2 separate regions of the Mus musculus genome follow, and region 1 is linked to region 2. The links are chromatin contacts, called in public Hi-C maps. All regions are on one chromosome and are shown on one strand. Each heading gives the region's core, a stretch centred on a gene start, on an enhancer-like site or on the middle of the called end of the contact. The rest is flanking DNA. Distances are from core to core; before and after follow the strand shown.

What was found. Hi-C and Micro-C count contacts between places; a contact is called where the count stands out from the background.
Region 1: a contact with region 2 is called in a Hi-C map of cerebral cortex, with 2.0 times the contacts expected there. The contact joins two enhancer-like sites. A contact is called at or near these places in 3 of 484 Hi-C or Micro-C datasets (cerebral cortex and uterus).

The regions. Positions count from the first base shown.
Region 1 is chr15:93,823,641-93,829,877 of GRCm38.p6, reverse strand. No RefSeq gene overlaps it. Among named protein-coding and RNA genes, the nearest start is that of 9430014N10Rik, 100 kb to the left of the region's middle. Within about 2 kb of position 4,682, at least 78 of the 459 cell types and tissues checked have an H3K27ac peak or open chromatin away from gene starts, as enhancers often do. A contact at or near this core is called in cerebral cortex, where this site is marked.
Region 2 is chr15:93,508,727-93,514,573 of GRCm38.p6, reverse strand. It overlaps Prickle1 (prickle planar cell polarity protein 1), which reads left to right. Exons shown (of 8, transcript NM_001033217.5): 2 at 1,938-2,124; 3 at 3,790-3,903; 4 at 5,209-5,346; 5 at 5,818-5,847. The coding sequence starts at 1,993. Among named protein-coding and RNA genes, the nearest start is that of Prickle1, 84 kb to the left of the region's middle. Within about 2 kb of position 1,928, at least 19 of the 459 cell types and tissues checked have an H3K27ac peak or open chromatin away from gene starts, as enhancers often do. A contact at or near this core is called in cerebral cortex, where this site is marked.

The sequences.
Region 1 (6,237 bases), core at 3,433-5,932, 310 kb before region 2:
GTTCAGAGGTTAGTCCACTATCATCAAGGCAGGAACATGGCACCATCCAGGCAGGCATGGTGGAGGAGGAACTGAGAGTTCTACATCTTCATCCTGAAACCTGCTAGCAGGATACTGGCTTCTAGGCAGCTAGGATGAGGGTCTTATAGCTCCCACCCACAGTGACACACCTACTCTAACAGGGCCACACCTTCTAATCATGCCACTCCCTGGGCCTAGCAAATACAAAACATCACATCTGGGAAAGGGAAAACAAGAAAATGATAAAAAAAATCATTCCACTAAATATTGAGCAAATGGGAAAAATATGATAAAACTAAAACACAAAAGATCATAGAAATAAATTAAAACACATAACAGAAATAGCCGAGTATATGTATGACTTAAGCAGAAAATAGAATCTTTCTGGTTTAAGTGGGATCCCTTCTATGACCTCTGCCCTTTGGCCATACCCTTCTGTCTCTCAGGATTATACAAGATCCTTTTGATTATGGTAGAAAACCAAGCCAAACTTGCTTAGGCCAAAAAAAGGAAGGGGGATCTATACTTGCTCCCACAATCCGTATACTAGAGAGTGAGACATAACTGACTCCAGAAACTCAAACCCCAGCGATTCATTCATCCAGGAAGCCTTGGAGTCTCCTCTCCTGGGCTCAGGGCTTCTTTTCGGGGTTCTGCAAGGGTCTTGCTTCATTGCTACCACTGGGTTTTCTTTTTACGTGCTAGAGTTCCTGCTTCAGTTAAGAGGTCAGTGGGTCATCCTCAGTGTTACACGTACAGTGCGCTGTGGTGCAGAGCAAGGACTGAAAACAAAGGGGACAAGCCTTCCCTGAGAAGCTGACTTCAGAATAGGAAGAGCAGGATCCCCTAGCATAACTCCAGACAGACACCAGGTACTCAATGTGTAATACTTATCAAAGTGCATGGCTCCTTTTCCCTCTCCCAGTACCAGATCAGGTTCCCCTCTCCCTCCCCCTTAGCCTCCTGGGTCTCTCCCTCCTTCCCCACTTGTGATTGCTTTCTTCTCTCTCCCAAGTGGGACTGAGGCATCCTCATTTGGGCACTGCAGCTTGTTGACATTTTTGAATTCTGTGGACTGTTTTCTTGGGTATTCTGTTTTTTCTTTTTTTCCTAATATCCACTTACTAGCGAGTACATACCATGCATGCCCTTTTGGGTCTGAGTTACCTCACACAGGGTGATATTTTCTAGTTCCATCCATTTGCCTGCAAATGTCAGGATGTCCTTGTTCTTAATAGCTAAGTAGTATTCCATTGTGTAAATGAACCACATTTCCTGTACCCATTCTTCTGTCTTGGGGCATCTAGGTTGTTTCCAGCTTGTGGCTATCACAAATAAGGCCACTATGAACACAGTGGAACACATGCCCCTGTGGTATGGCATCTTTTGGGTATATTCCCAAGAGTGGTATAGCTGGGTCTTCAGGTAGACCTATTTCCAATTTTCTGAGGAACCTCCAGATTGATTTCCAGAGTGGTTGTACCAGTTTGCAATCCTACCAGCAATGAAGGAGTGTTCCTCTTTCTCCACATCCTCTCCAATATGTGTCACCTGAGGTTTTGATATTAGCCATTCTGATTGGTGTAAGGTGGAATCTCAGGGTCCTTTTGATTTGCATTTCTATGATCACTAAGGACTTTGAACATTTCTTTAGGTGCTTCTCAGCCATTTGAGATTCCACAGTTGTGAATTCTCAGTTTAGTTCTATACCCCATTTTTTTGATTGGGTTGTTTGGTGTTTTGGTGACTAACTTTTTGAGTTCTTTATATATTTTGGATATTAGCCCTCTATTGGATGTGGGGTGAGTGAAGTTTTTTTTCCCAAACTGTAGGTTGCTGATTTGTCTTATCGACTATGTCCTTTGCCTTACAGAAGCTTTCCATTTTCATGAAGCCTTGAGGGCCAGCAGAAAGAATGTAAATAGGCAACCTCAGAAAATAGGAGTTTGGGGGGACCCCCCAGAATGCACTAGAGATATTCCCAGGACTCAAAGGAAGGGACCTTAGATGAAATGTCTAACAGTAGGGGGAGAAAACTTACAAAGCCCACCTCCAGCAAGGAGACGGGACATCAAGTGAGAGATGCGGTTGCCATCCCACAGACACATCTCTGACCCATAATTGTTCCTGTCTGAAAGAACTACAGGGATGGAAATGGAGAGGAGCCTGAGGAAAAGAAGGTCCAGTGACAGGCCCAAAGTGGGATCCAGCTCAAGGGAGGTCCCAGGGCCCAACACTATTACTGAGGCTATGGAGCACTCACAAAAAGGGATCTATCATGACGCCCTCTGAAAGACCGAACAAGCAGCTGAAAGAGTCAGATGCAGATATTTGCACACAACCAATGGACAGAAGCAGCTGACCCCTGTTGTTGAATTAGGGAAGGCTGAAAGAAGCTGAGGAGAAGGGTGATCCTGTAGGAGGACCAGCAGTCTCAATTAATCTGGACCCCTGAGATCTCTCAAACACTGGACCACCAAGCAGACAGCACACACCAGCTGATATGAGGCCCCGAACACACATACAGCAGAGGACTTCCAGGTCTGTGTTCATTCAGAGATGATGCACCTAACCCTCAAGAGACTGGAGGCCCCAGGGAGTTTAGAGGTCAGGTGGGGTGGGGAGCATCCACGTGGAGAAGGGGTGGGGTGTGGAGAAGGTGTGGGATGTGGAGCAGTCAGGGGATGGATGAGTGGGCGGGGAATGGAATGGAATGGAATGGAATGGAATGGAATGGAATGGAATGGAATATGGAGTGTAAAAAATAAATTAAAAATAAAATAATTTTTTTAAAAGTGCATGGCTCCAATAGTTCTTATTTCTATTCATGCACCGCCCCCCCCCCGCCCCCACTGTTTGTCTCTTTCTTAGGAGTGACTCCTTAATTTGTTTCTATGGTTGGTCTGCAGCTGTACATAGAGAAGGCATATTGCATATCCTGTATAATACCTATTCAATAAAAGATGGTGAATGTAGTCACATTTTCACATCTAAGATAACTCCTTTAGAAGAAAGGGAGTTGGCTTTGGTACAGGCTTCCAGAGGCTTCCTGGACATGGTTTGTTGGCCGATTCCTCTGACGCCTGTAGCTGTTCACACATCATGGAGGGGCAGTCCATGGTTGAGCAACCATTAACTCACATGTGTGAAAAAGACAAAGAAAAAGAAAAGGGTCCACAGAATTCTTCAAGGTCACATCCACTGTACTGAAAAAAAATCTGCCCATAGGCCCCATTTCTTGACATGTCTACTACCTCGAAATAACTAAAATGAGGGCCAAGCCTTCAGCTTGAAAGCATTGGGGAACAGGTCAGCCTCCAACTTTACAAAGGACGTTCTTCCTCCACTTGAAGTGGAACTAGATTGTACTGATGAAATGCTATGTCTGTATGTTTGGACTTACGACTTCAGGGGGTCACCCTGCAGTTAATACAAATGTCCTTTGTATCCGTCGCTGCCGTGGTCAGCAGAGCTCGCTGGGCTTTAGCAGCAGGAGTTAGAACGTGTTCCTCCTGCATCTCATACCCACAGCAGCACCAAGACCACCGGACAATCCCCCCTCACTTCAGAGGCATTCTCTAGCATAACATCTTGGGGCAGCCTCTGTAAGTTTTAATACCACAGCATGTCAATCACCAACAGATCTTTATCCATTTACCCTGAGACCACTTAAGGAAGGACGCTGATTGAACTTGACAACATTTTAAGAGCGCCTTCATTTGGAGGGTTAGCAAGAGTAAGGACTGAGAATGGCATCAATTAGTGGAAATACCGCTAATAATATAAAATATTGACATAGGCAAAGATGCACAGGGGGTAAGCAAGATCGGTGACAGCAATGCTTGTCTGCTAAGGATATTCTTCTGCTCCTCGTGCCTCCAGCTCTCTATCCGATATTAAAAGTGCCGAGTTAAAAGAACGGGGTATATACCCAATACGACTGCTAATTGAATGCATGTTCCTTCTCCCCTCACCTACCTGGAATAGTTTTCCCCCAAACTTGTCAACTTTCAGAACTCACAGATCTGTCAGGCAAGTAGCTCAGCTCACCCATCCCCCACTCCCACCCCCTCCCCCACCCCCTCCTCTCAGCCTCCAGAAAACACATGCATTTCCATATGCGTTATTGTGTGGCTCCTAAGGAGTATTGCTTCTCTCTGGAAAGTGTGGGAGACACATCGCACTTTGCGAGACAGCATCTCCGAGAGCAGATCTGTCATGACAACGTGGCTGATACACTGCCCTTCCGGTGGTAGGGGTTACGCTCCGCCTGGGTTACGCAGGACTTGATAGCTCAATTGTGCTTAATGAATGAAAAACAGCGAGTTTAAAAATAACACGGAAAGGGATGCCAGTATTTTACACGGGCCAAGTTTAGCACTTCCATATTACATAACCCTCCTGAAGATGAGAGGACTACATACTTCTACCAGCTTCCCCCTGGATTTTTCCAAAGCCGGAAGTAAATCCCCATCCAATATTCCCACCCTCCTTATCTGCAGCTATATTTACCCCCCACGAGGCTCTTTCCCTCTTCTGATCCTAGCTTGCTGTCTGGTTTCCATATGTTAATCTCTGCCACTTCAGTTGTCCTGCAGACCTGCTTCCAGATTGTATCCCACTTTCCTCTCCTAGTTAAAGCCGCGGTCCCTGTTAACTCTCTTCTCTCTGATGCTTGCAAGGAATCGGCTTACTTAGAGTCCACCCTACCTCACTGATCTCTTGCCATAACTCTGCCAGTTTCTCCAACTGCATCCCAAAGGCGTTTCAGATGCGCTCCTGAGCCGCGGACCCATTATGTCATGTGCCTACACGTTACATAAAGCCCTCTGGAAACAGAGAACTGTAGCGGCTCCACTGTAAAGATACTCGGCTAGCAGCACTGTTCTGCAGATGTCAGGAAATAGTCTCTTCTCCTTCCAGACTAGCCAGGAACACGGGTCTGAAACACAGCAATAAATAAGTCTGTTAAGCATAAGGCCCTTTGAGACTGCTGTTGTCTTGCCACGTGGTAATGGAGACGAGTTAAAGCTGCCCTTTGTGAGGAATGCTCAGAATAGCAAGCTTTCTCCCAGCTCCATTCAGGCTGGTTTCTTTCTCTCCGTCCCAGAGTATTTATAGCCCGAGCCTCTCGGGAGGCTAATTACATCCTGTCTGCAATTATTATCTGATTATTTTTGTGGTGCATAGGTTGTCTCTGTGGTTAAATTCTTCGTTCTGACAAAACAGTTCTGCCTTGTGGGTGTTACCTTCCAGTGAGTGATCTCTTAAGACTCTACTGTAATCTGAATACATGTCATGATGGATAGCCTTATCCATCCGGGGCACTTGAAGATTGCCATGCAATCCTGAATCTCGTTTAAACCTTCATAATAAGATATAGTCCATTCTACTCCAAATCCAGATTGTCTCTCTAGATAGGGAACCAGTTGCCAAGGTCTTAGTGTAGAGATTCCAAAGGCTCAGGACAAGCTTGACTGAGGACAACATTCTCTGTCTCCTAGGTCTAGCATCCTGCTCCTTCCTGACTTCTCATCAGGACCTCCCAACGTACCTGCTAAGCTTCTCAGCTCTGTGGGTCTTGCTCTGCTCAGCTCATTATAAATCCTCAGTGGACAGAGAGTCAAAACTAGACATCATACGTACTTCCCACAAGAACCTTTTTTTTTTCACCCATAAAAATGGCTACACCATGCACAGACGTGTAGAACTAAAAATCCAGAGAGCTCCAAGGTTCGACATGTTAGACAGGGTTTTTCAAAAAATAGTTCCCTATGGAGTTAATGAATTCACGATTACACAAAAGGTTGCTATACACAAAATTTGCCATATGGAAAGGTAGTTTGTTTAGCTGAGGCAGTGGTAAGGGAGTTTTATTAGAAGGCTGACCTGAAATTTTTACATGAAATGATTGTATCTTCAAAAGGGATGATGAAGCATACAGAACTCACTCAGCCACAGAAAACGACTTTCAGTAGGGTCATTCCCAGAACACATTTTAACAGATGTTTCAGGATTGGATATATAACTAGAATGGTGTTTTAAATGAAAATATAATTGCTTTGATATTCCTGGACAATGGAGCTTAACACCAAATTTTCTTCCTAGTCCTTGGAACTCAATGGGCCACTTCGTTGGATTGCTACCTGTTCTCTTTGAGGCTATTAGCCTGCCATATTTGTTAGCAATAGAAACACATAATACACACTGCAAAAA
Region 2 (5,847 bases), core at 679-3,178:
GTTTAGGAGGCAGAAAACATGGTCTCTCACCATTTGCAGAGCTTTTGTTTTATTTTTCTAGTTTTGAAAATAGAGTAGCATTTAATTTTTAAAGGCTCTTTTTTTAAAAATATTTATATTCTGTTGTTTTCCTCCTACCCCACCCCCCAGCCAGGTTTGGCAGCAGACAAATGCTCCCCGTTTCAAAATTCAGGTTAAATTGCATCGAAAGTAGCAGTTCTCCTGGTGAGAGCCCATGAGTTACTAATTAAAGTCTTAACCCCTAGTCTCTTCCTTTGACACACAGGGGCGGATCTTACAGGGCAAAAGGGAAAGACCCAAGCTGTCTTCTGACTTTCATTAACACGTCCCCTTTTATTGAGGGGGTGGAGGAATGCACCTCTGTTTCCAGTCTTTGCTAAGACGTGAATTGTCTGCACCTGTGTGCCACGGCTGGGTCAGAGGTGAGAACCCCCGCCACCGTGGAGTCGGAAATGAGGCTGCCTGCCCTTCTGTTGGGGTGCCTGAAAGCCCGTTTACTGGCTGGGGCGGTATCTTGCTGAGTCACCATTTCTCCTGCAGGAATGACTGCAGCCATGAGGCAGGTGCTCTTTTAACTCTGCCCCTTTGTGAGCTGTTCTCAAGTTCGAAGTTTAAAATGTCCTTGGATATTTTGCTAGCGGTGTATTTTAACAAGTGACTCCCCCGACCCCACCAACACTAAGAATTTAGTGTTGCACTGAGAGAATTGCTGAAACATCATTTTACCTCGGTCTGGGATTGGTTAGGATTTAAAGACAGAGGGATTAGGCTTTAACTCTTCTTATACAGGAGGCATTTGCCATCCTGGAACCCTCTCTGTAAAGTGACTGGATCAGACTAATAATTTAAAAAAATATATTAATATTTATTTTATGTGCGTTGGTGTTTTGCCTGCATGTATGTTTGAAGGTGCCAGGTCTCTAGAATTGGAACTCTAGCCAGTTGTGGGCTGCCATGTGGGTGCTGAGAATTGAACTCAGGTCTTCTAGAAGAGCAGCCATAGCCCTTAACCACCGAGCTATCTCTCCGGCCCCCTAACACACAAACTTCTTTATATTAAAATATGTCAGGATCAAAACGTTTAAAGAAAACTGGAATCGTGAAGGTTCTTGTTTTCCTTCTTAGTGCCTCGTGTGTGAGCGATGATTTTTAAGAACTATAAGACAAAGGGATAACACACCGTGCTACCAAAGCCAACATCTCAGCCTCAGGACCACTCCTTGACACCTTCAGTACCCTTTTTCTGAGACAGCTTTCTTATTCAGAAATTTAACACCTCACTTTGACCAATAGTGGGGCTGGTTCCATTTCACACTCAATAAGCCTTCCTAAACGTTGGTTGATAATGAGATTAAACAATCAAGTCTCCAAGCTGGACCCATCTGTGACCTGGCACCGTATCCAGTATTCCGAGGGGATTCGCTGACTGCCTGTCCTGGGTGTAGAAGTTTGATGTCAGGGATTAGAAGTTTAAACTGTACGGTTTACTTCAGGGATAACACTCTCGGCTGTCTCTGCTGCCTCCACTGGAAAACTTGCTTAGGAAATCTGGGGGACTGAGCAGGGTCTCTGCGGCCAGCTTTCTGGGCAAGGCAGAGCCCAGTTCCCCACTTCTGTTTAAACTCTTACACCTCGCAGGATCTCACGCATAGGTAAACAAGTCAAGCAGAGCCATCCCCTTACTCGAGCAAGAAGTATCCTTTAAAGGCAACAGAGAGCACTAGCCTGGTGGCCCGTTTTCTTTGGTACTGAGCTGGTTAAGGGAGTCACTTCCTAATTGCCTGAGTGGCACGGGGCCTGAAGTCAGCAAACCCAGGCGTTTGGTTCACTGTCTCTGAGCCCATCCATATGTAAACTAGAAGCTCTTGGTAGAGAAGCATTGCTTTTTAACACAGCGCCTTCTATGTCACCCACAGCAGCTGTCTCTTGGATGTCCTGTGACTAAGCAGCCAGCTTTAAAACTTCATTATTATGCCTTTGGAGATGGAACCGAAAATGAGCAAACTGGTCTTCGGGTGCCAGAGAAGCTCCACATCAGATGATGATTCCGGCTGTGCACTTGAAGAGTATGCATGGGTCCCACCGGGCCTCAGGCCCGAGCAGGTAGGTAGGAAGCAACGCTGTCCCCTTTGATGTGCTTTCCAGGGAAGTGTGGAACCTCTCATCTCCCTGGCTGGCTTTGCTGTCTAAGGTCTGGTTTGGTTTCAGTAATGCCCTCCTTCTGCCATCGTGATTAATGCAAATGCAGGGCACCACAGGCGTTTCTGATAGGACTTTCACAAGTCACCTTTTAGGGAAGAGAAACGTTCCTCATTTGGAGTTTTGTTTTTTTTTTTTGTTTGTTTTTAAATGGTAGGTGGGGTGGGGGAGGGGTGTTTGTCTTTTGAAATGGGGTCTCACTGTGTAGTCCTGGCTTGCCTCCAATTCACAGAACTCAGAGATCTGCCTTCCTATGCCTCCCAAGTGCTGAAATTAAAGGTGTATGCCACTATTACATGTCTCAAAGGTTCAGTAAGGACAAAAGGAAATAGAAGGACGACCTCCAGGCCAGTTCTCCACAATGCCCCTCTACGGAAGAGGAATGTGGTGTTGCTGATAAACATGGCCTTTGACAACTACAGTGGGGATCAGAGACACATCATTGTGGCACATCCTTTGTTTCTCTGTTTTAAAGATGGGAGCGATCTGCCTGCCTGTTTTTATTTCCCAATATCCTTATGATGAGGTTATTAAAAATGGTTGGTAGATCCTGTACAGGCAAAGGTATCCTTCAGAATAGAAGATGCCACCAGTTCTGTGCCTGATTATGAGTTACTGTTCTTTGGGCGGTGGAAGGGAACCCCTTTTGAGATAGGGAATCTTGGCCTGGAGAGATGGCTCAGCGGTTAAGATCACTGACCACTCTTCCAGAGGTCCTGAGTTCAAATCCCAGCAACCACATGGTGGCTCACAACCATCCATAATGGGATCCAATGATAGTAACCGTAAGGAAAAGCTTCTAGAACAATACAGGAAGGAAAATTATGCTGGTGTAGCAGTTAGGGAAGTGGAGTTTTGACGAACTGTTTCGTAGAGAAGATCCTTCCTGTCTTTGGATGGCATGTGTTTGTAGGTCTGCTTCTAGCAGACAAGTCCCAGGTCCCTAAACTCCTTTTTTTTTTTTTTTTTTTTTTAACTTGAATGCCTTTGGTTCCATCTCAGCAATGCAGGATCCTGCGTTCATCTTTTAGGACGCTCCTAAAAGACAACAATCAGATTAGCTCAGCATCTCCCTTCTCCTGCTTCCTTGGGGAAAGTGAAGCTGGATACTGCAGCTCCCACCGGTGACAGCCTGCCATGCCGAGGCTGGAGAGAACCGTAGAATTCCGAGAGAAAACTGAGTCTATTTGTGTAGAGGCTGGGTGTTGGATCTTGTCACACAGCCTGTGTGGTCACTTACAGAAGTCACCCAGCACTCTCCCCTTGATCCCTCAGCTGACCTTTGCAAGACTAGGGAAGAAGAGTCGCCATAAATGTGCACATTTGATCGCGCATAATTTATGGTGCCCTTAATTGTCACTACAAATTGCATTCCTGAGGAGCAATTTAGCAGCTGGATGCTAGTGGATGCTAGCAGATGCAGGTTTGCACCTCTGCTGAGTTGGCTCAGCTGGTCCCCTCATTAGCTGCAGGAGGCCGAGCCCTGGAAAGGAGGGAAGGATAAAGGCAGGCGGCTCAGCCCTTCCTCCTGTGTACTGATGTCACCATGCCCTGCTTCTGCCTCCACAGATCCAGCTCTATTTCGCATGCTTGCCAGAGGAAAAGGTTCCTTATGTTAACAGCCCTGGGGAGAAACACAGGATTAAACAGCTCCTGTACCAGTTGCCTCCACACGATAACGAGGTATAGTAACAGGAGGAAAGCTAATTAGTAAAAAGAAAATAAACAGTAAGCATTGAGGGGTCTTTCTGAAGTCCCAGCTCGGCCTCTCTTAAAATGCACCCTAAAAATACAGCTTCTCTCTCTCTCCCCTCCCTCCCTCCCTTTCTCTCTCTCTCTCTCTCTCTCTGTTTCTTTCTTTCTTTCTCTCTCTCTCTCTCCCTCCCTCCCTCCCTCCCTTCCTTCCTAGAGAAGAGAGAGAACGCCACCATAGCAGGAAGCCCCACATGGGTTTTGTTGTTTCTGATAGTGTTTTCAGCCACCCAGCAATTAACTATCAGGAGCGGTTCCTTCCATGTGCAGGGTGGGCACCTCAGGGTGTTTCAGGATTGACCTGAGCGCCAGTAGAATGTGGAGTGAAAACAGCCAGTTTCAGCCTTCGGAGAAAGGTGGGATCCTTTCCTGCAGTCAGTTCACATTCAGAAAAGAATAAGCCACGCCTGTTCTGTCAGGTAGCACGCCTCTTTTCTAAAGACCGAGGTCCGTTCTACCTACCTACCTTCCTTCCTTCCTTCCTTTCTTTCTCTCTTTCTTCCTTCCTTCCTTCTTTTCTTTTCCTTCCTTTCTTTCTTTTTCTTTCTCTTTCTTCCTTCCTTCCTTCTTTTCTTTTCCTTCCTTCCTTTCTTTCTTTTTCTTTCTTTCTTTTTCTCTCTCTTTCTTTCTTTCTTTCTTTCTCTTTCTTTCTTTCTTTCTTTCTTTCTTTCTTCCTTCCTTCCTTCTTTTCTTTTCCTTCCTTCCTTTCTTTCTTTTTCTTTCTTTCTTTTTCTCTTTCTTTCTTTCCTTCCTTTCTTTCTTTCTTTCTTTCTTTCCTTTCTTTCTTTCTTTCTTTCTTTCTTTCTTTCTTTCTTCCTTTTCTTTTCCTTCCTTCCTTTCTTCTTCTTTTTTTCTTTCTTTCTCTTTCATTCTTTCCTTTTTCTTTCTTTCCTTTTTCTTTCTTTCTTTCTTTCCTCTTTCTTTCCTTTCTCTTTCTCTCTCTCTCTCTCTCTCTCTCTCTCTCTCTCTCTCTCTCTCTCTCTTTCTTTCTTTCTTTCTTAGACAGGGTCTAGATCTGGATCTGTAGCCCAGGCTGGCTTCAAACTCCCAAAGATCTACAGGTCTCTAGGTCATGGGTGCCTGGGATAGAAAGCGCGTGTGTCGCTTCGCCCGGCCATGCCAACTGAGGGTTAGAGGCAGGGCAGCTAGGCTTCCCTGTTTGACTTCTTGAAACTCTGGGAAGGAAGGGCTGTAAGGACGGCCCGCCGTGACGCACTTCCGTCCTCCCCTGTGAAGGTGCGGTACTGCCAGTCTTTGAGCGAAGAAGAGAAGAAGGAGCTGCAGGTGTTCAGTGCTCAGAGGAAGAAAGAAGCTCTGGGGAGAGGAACCATCAAACTCTTGTCCAGAGCTGTGATGCACGCCGTGTGTGAGCAGGTAGGCCCTCTCTAGAGCGAGCAGAGGGTTGGTGGGAGCGGCGGAGGGTGACCCAGAGGGTAGGTGATGGCTGCCGTGAATGCATACCCTAGCTTCTTACTCACTCTGCTGTGTGACCACAGGAGTCGGTCTCATTGAACGAAACTGGGTCTTGCAGGGGGGAAACCCTGTAGTTAAAACATATCGATATAATGAAGACATTTTGACCCCCTCACTAATGGTTCTCGGTAGGAAACACAACCCACAGGAAAGCCTCTATGACTAGGGATCGCCTCAGACACACTGGGCAGAGCTGGGAAGAGTGGCTGCACAGGGTGTATTGAAGGTGGGATAGCCATTCAATCACCAGCAGGAGTAGACAGAAATTAAAGCTGCCCTAACACACCCATAGGTTATTTTCAAGTGGGAAATGCTGAAAACCCAGTAATTTAGGTGAAGGACCGTTTTTTAACTTCAAGTCTTTGTTTTCAGTGTGGGCTGCAGATGAATGGAGGGGAGGTG